Linked DNA regions of Sus scrofa: region 1 is linked to region 2. A link is a contact called in public promoter capture Hi-C data. All regions are on one chromosome and are shown on one strand. Each heading gives the region's core, a stretch centred on a gene start, on an enhancer-like site or on the middle of the called end of the contact. The rest is flanking DNA. Distances are from core to core; before and after follow the strand shown. Region 1 holds the start of C3H7orf50. Region 2 overlaps ADAP1 (ArfGAP with dual PH domains 1).

Region 1 (2,700 bases), core at 9-2,508, 190 kb after region 2:
GGGGGGTTTCCCACAGACCAGCCCCGGTCATGCTTCTGGTCATTTTCCACCCCGACTCCCTGAGCACAGCCGCCACCTCCCTATGGCCTCAGGTCAGCCTTGCCCTGTTTGTGGTCACTGACAAAAATCCCACCTCACCGCCTGAAACCAAGTACAGCAAAACCAAGTACAGCCGGTCCTGTTTATCTCTGAGTCACCGAGTGGATCTAACGGACACGACTGGTCCCTCCCATCTCCCCTGCTCTTTCCTCTCAGCTTCCCAGGCACCCTCCACTCTCCGACCCCTTTGCACCCTGCGCCCCGACTCCGAAGGGGCGGAGGCTCAGCCCCTCCCTCTCTTCAGGCCCTGTGGCTGGAAACACCACCCTTGGGCTAAAGGTTTCTCTGCTCAGGTGTGTATCACCCACACACACCCTCTCAACGGAGGGGTCCAATCCACACCCCACCGTCCTCTGCACACCTGACCTTCCTGCACGGTCTGTTCCCCCCCAAGAATGGTCACGTGGTGGAATCCCGCTTTCAGCTCCAGCTAACACCCTGGTGTCACCCACAACTCCCGTCTTGCACAGCCTTCCACGCCACGGTAAACCCCGTTGGCGCATCCAGAGCACCTCCAGAAGTGGCCCCTCACGGCCTCTACCCTGAGGATCCTGGTCCAGCCGCCCCGCTCCCCTGGATTATTCAAAAGCCTCCAACTCGTCTGCGGCCTCCGCCCCGGCCCCTCCATCCCACGTGCGACTCGGCGTCCGGAAGGACTAGTGAAATACCTAAATCGGGTTAGGCCCCCCCCTCTGCTGGGACCCTCCTCCAGAGCTTCCCTCCCTTCCCCTCCTCGGCCCGGCGCCGCCTGCGGGGCTAAGCAAAATCAACCGCACCCCAACCACCCCCAAGCCTGGCTCGCTGGGCCGGGGCTGCTTCAGCTCCAACACTGCGGACAACCGGGAGGCACCCCCGAGCAGTGGGGAAGGCCCGGAGCGGCCGGCGCTCGGGATCCCGCGCTCCCCCCAGGTTGCCGACCGGGGAAGCGCCCAGCCCTCCTTGCGCACCCGCCAGCCCCGGAGACCTCGCACCCACGTGGGGCGGGCCCCAGACCGCCCCCCTCGCCTACCTGCGCGTGGCCTCCAGCGCCGGCTTCCGGCAGACGCGGCGCCCAGGTAACGGGGACCCGCCCTCCGGAGCTGCACCCCCCCCCCATTGGCTGAGGCCCGCCTCCGTCTCCCCGCTGGCCAATGGCGAGCGGTAGCCGCCAGGGCCGGGACGCGACCAGACGCGCCGGTGGCGTCATTGCTGGGCGCCGCTGGTGCCCGGAGCCTGCGGTTGCCAGGCAACCCTCCACGTGCGGGACCTCCCAGTTCGAAGCTGCGCAGGCCCGTTGCTCCACCGGGGTTCATGTTGAACAAGATAAAAATGTACATAGATTTCCCCCCCCCCGTCTTTTTAGGGCCGCTAGCCATGGATATTTGAAGTTCCTGGTCTAGGGGTCGAATCCGAGCTGTAGCTGCCGGCCTACACCACAGCCATGCCATAGCTCAGGGCAACGCAGGATCCTTAAACCCACAGAGTGAGGCCTAAACCTGCGTTCCCCATGGATACTAGTGGGGACTGTCACCGCTGAGCCAGGAGGGAAACTCCAGAGGTAGATTTTTAACTGCTTTCACTTAAAAGTGGGAGCAAGATTGTGCAATCTCCGCATTACACCTGTGCGCCAGGGTTCCCAATGCATCGGAGGTGCATGCAGACACCTGTTAAGTCCAGGTGAGGTCACCTGGGGTGAGGGTTGAAGGCGGAGGTGGGCCTGACCTCGCGGGGTATCTGAGGTCTGAGGCAACCCACTGCCAGTGAAACTGAGGGGTTACACCGTTGTTGATTTCTTCATAGTCCCAACACTGAGAAAGGGAAGAAAGAGACTTGGCCTGTGGGGACATTTAAGCTGCAGACCACGTGGAGGAGACAGGTGGACGGGGTTATGCTATCAAGGGAAGGTTCTCGATATGGGAGATAGGAAAGCCAGGCAGGGTTCTTTAGTTCCACTCTCTAAGGCCAGCCAGTTTCTAATCTGGCCGCATTATACCAGAGCCCCTGCTGGTCCTGTGTTCACACACGTGAGAGTCTATAAGGCACACACTTGGGGGTAGAGTTTCTGAACCATGTGTGCAAGCACGTCCAACGCTACGGACTCCAGGAAAAGCCATTCCGTTTTCCAGCTGCTCTGGAGGACTTCACGACCATCTAGGGAAAAAAAGTTCATCCAGAAGCTTAAATATACAGAAGCGTTGATGTAGTTTTTTTAATTTTTGCTTTTATTTTTAGCTCTGGTAATTTGCCATGCAACTGAGCAGGACTCTATGGCAGCTTCCTGGAATGCAACAGACTCCCACCCCACAACGCCCCTACCCAATGGCCTCCACCTGCCTCTTGTCCATATAGAAAACTTGAGCCTCCTTGGCCTTCTAGGTCCAAAAAGGTTTGTTTTTGTTTGTTTTAGGGCCACATCTGAGGCATGTGGAATTCCCGAGCGAAGGGTCGAATCAGAGCTGGCCAGCTACACCACAGCCACAGCAACGCCAGAACTAACCCGCATCTGAGACCTGCACCAAAGCTCACAGCAACGTGGGATCTTTAACCCACTAAATGAGGCCAAGGATCAAAGATGAGTCCTCAGGGATACTAGTCCGGTTTGCTACTGCTGAGCCACAACCG
Region 2 (2,700 bases), core at 197-2,696:
GGCCGCGGCCTCCGCGCCGCCTCACCTGCGTACTCCTGCGGCAGCATGGGCCTGTCCACCACCTTGCGGAAGGCCTCCATCCAGGCCCGCTGCTCCGGCTCCGTCTCACAGGCCAGCAGGAAGCGGCGCTCGGGCGTGACGATCGTGATGCCGTGCGGCCAGTGGTGGCCCTGGGTGGACGGCGGGAGCCCGTCCAGCACCGTGTAGCCGCTCTCCCTGCTGCCGATGAAGACCTCCCCGCGGGCGAAGGCGTCCTGGGGGCGGCCAGGCTGAGCGGCGGCTCCGGGCCGCCCCCGCCCCCCCCCCCGTCCCGCAGGCAGCCCCTCCGTCCACCCAGGAGCCCGGGTGCGGCCGTCCTTACCAGGGGGTCTTTGAAGTACATGAGCCTGCGGTCGTCCATGGTGAACCAGCGCTTCCGGAAGCCTTCCGTCTGCTGTGGGCGAGGGTGCACTGGGTCTGCCGAGGCAGGGCCGGGGGCCCCTCACCCCGCCCCCCACATGGCAGGGACCCCAGGGTGCCCGGCGTTGGGGCAGGAGCCGGGGCTTGGAGCTGGCCCGGGCCTCAGGGCACGAGGTGTCCTCAGGGTTCTGCTTCCAGGCCCCCAGAGCACCAGGGTCCCGGGCGGGGGTGCCTGCGCTGCTGCAAAATGGGGGCACGCAGAGGCCCTTGCTGGGGGTGTCGCTGCCACTCTGGGCTCCCCTGGTCCCGCACAGCCCCTGGTGCCCAAGGCACAACCTTGCAGAGGGGCCTGGGCGTCCCGGGCTCCTGAGTGGACGTACCTTGGGCCCCGTCTTCTCCATGTAGCCTTCCTGAAGGTAGTTCCTGGAGAGCTTCGGCACCAGCTAGGGCAGAACCCCCTCAGGCTGGGCCCAGGAGGCAGCACAGCCCCCAGGGCGCCCCTCCCCAGCTGCCCCTGCTCCCCGCCCCCTCAACCCCCAACACGCCCCTCCAGGGACCTCAGGCCGGCCAGGGGCAGGGGGCTCCTCGGGTCCACGTGGGCCCTCAGTCAGCACCCAACCCACCGTCCCAGACCAGGGCCCACGTCCCCCTCTCCAGGGTCAGAGGCGGCAGCAGCCACTCACGTCTGCGTCGCTGGCCCCCGGGAAGGCCACCTGCAGGTAGTGGAAGCGGGCAGCACGGAGCGCGTTGAACCAGTCCACCATCTCCTGGGGGTGAGAGGCTGGGTGTGGGGTGTGGGCCGTGGGTACAGGCCCCCCCACCCCTCAGCTCCCGGGCCTGTGCCCACTGTGCGGCTGGCCGGCTGCGGTGGACACAGGCACAAGGGTGGGTCTGGTCTGCTTGGGGGAACCCCCACGAAGGCTCCAGCGGGGACGCCGGATCCCCAAGCAGTCAAAGCAGGCGGGGGCGGCCTGGGGCTGCCGTCCAAGCCCCCAGCTGCTGGACAACGGGCAGCCTCTCTCCTCTCGGGTTGGGCTATTTTTATGACCTGACGTCCTGTCAAGAGGGAGGCTCAGCTATTTATAAACCCACCCAGAGCCACGTCTCCCCTCCCTACTGAGGACGCCGCTGGAGAACAGGAGGGGATTGGACCCCTGAAGCAAGAGCTGCCAGGGGTCCCTGTGTCTGTGGCTGCCACCTCCTCCCCACCCCTCCCATAGCATGTGACCTTTGCCCCTTGGCCACTCAGCCTCACTAAGGGCCCTGCCCCTAAACCCAGCTCACGCCTGGTGCCCCTAACCCCACTCCACTGGACCCAATCCCTCCAGTCTCTCCCTGTCCGGTCACTGGCACTGGCCTCCCTGCTCCTCTCAGGCCCTTCCCTGACTTGCTGAAACCAGACGGATGCTCTAGAGGCCCCTGGGCTCCCAGCACCTGCCCTCTGCCTGCCCTGGGCTCCGTCTCTGCACCAGGAAGGTGAAAAGGCTTCTGGGTAGAGCTGAAGACTGGCTCACATGCCTTGAGCCAGGTTGCCCCCCCATTAGGACTGCTTAAGGGATAGTTTTTTAAAGGCCTAACCCCATGAGACGAGGGAGAAGAGTCACGACGTGCTGGGAACTGGAAACAGATGGAAACGTGGTCCAAATTAGCTGCGTCTGAAGCCACAGAAAGGAAAGCTGAGACGTGGCCAGTCTGCTGCTGCAGACGCCCAAAGGGCTGGGGAAGGCACAGCTCTGGGCTCCCCTGGAAGTGGGAGGGGCTCCATGCAGAACTGCCCCATCCTGGCAGGAGATGGAACCCGCCTCTTTGCAGAGGGCGAAAAGAAAGAGCCTTGGTGAGGCGAGAGGGGTCCCAAGCACGGGGTGTGTGCCTGTCGGGACCCCATTCTAGAAACAGTGAAGTTGTATGATGCCACACCAGGCCCGAGTCTCCTCCTGCTCCCTCTCAGCTCCCTCCATGCTGGGGCTCGGGAAGGAGGGGCTTCCCCTGGAGAACCTGACCAGCCCAGGAAATCTCTCACGGAAGCCAGAGAAAAAAGAGCACACAAATGGGAAATAGCCATTTGGAAGAAATAGAAACATTCTTCAAGGATAAGACAAGTTCAGGTTCTTGACTCACACAAGACGGTGCAGTAGAAGGACCAGAGCTTAGCTCCTGTCGTGAACACACCAAAATTACAACCAACTGTTGAGCAACCACTAACGAAACAGACTAGAGGCTACCAGAAAAGATCTCCTGCACCCAAAGACTAAGACGAAACCACATCAAGGTCGTGGGAGGGGTACTTTCAAAAGAGAAACA

Evidence for each region. Promoter capture Hi-C pulls out the DNA fragments that hold promoters and counts their contacts.
Region 1: a contact with region 2 is called in a promoter capture Hi-C map of skeletal muscle, with 8 times the contacts expected there. The contact joins the promoter of C3H7orf50 here to the enhancer-like site in region 2. A contact is called at or near these places in 3 of 5 promoter capture datasets (fetal liver, fetal skeletal muscle and skeletal muscle), 5 of 47 Hi-C or Micro-C datasets (blood, fetal skeletal muscle, omental adipose tissue and 2 more) and 1 of 2 datasets of contacts at active chromatin or transcription factors (alveolar macrophages).

Annotation. Positions count from the first base shown.
Region 1 is chr3:744,112-746,811 of Sscrofa11.1, forward strand. C3H7orf50 reads right to left here and starts at 1,259. Exons shown (of 5, transcript XM_013987679.2): 1 at 1,109-1,259. It overlaps LOC102163231, which reads right to left. Exons shown (of 3, transcript XM_021085953.1): 3 at 2,581-2,700.
Region 2 is chr3:549,230-551,929 of Sscrofa11.1, forward strand. ADAP1 (ArfGAP with dual PH domains 1) reads right to left here. Exons shown (of 12, transcript NM_214226.1): 8 at 1,083-1,166; 9 at 780-842; 10 at 362-433; 11 at 26-254. Among named protein-coding and RNA genes, the nearest start is that of GET4, 17 kb to the left of the region's middle. Within about 2 kb of position 1,447, at least 6 of the 83 cell types and tissues checked have an H3K27ac peak or open chromatin away from gene starts, as enhancers often do. A contact at or near this core is called in fetal skeletal muscle and skeletal muscle, where this site is marked.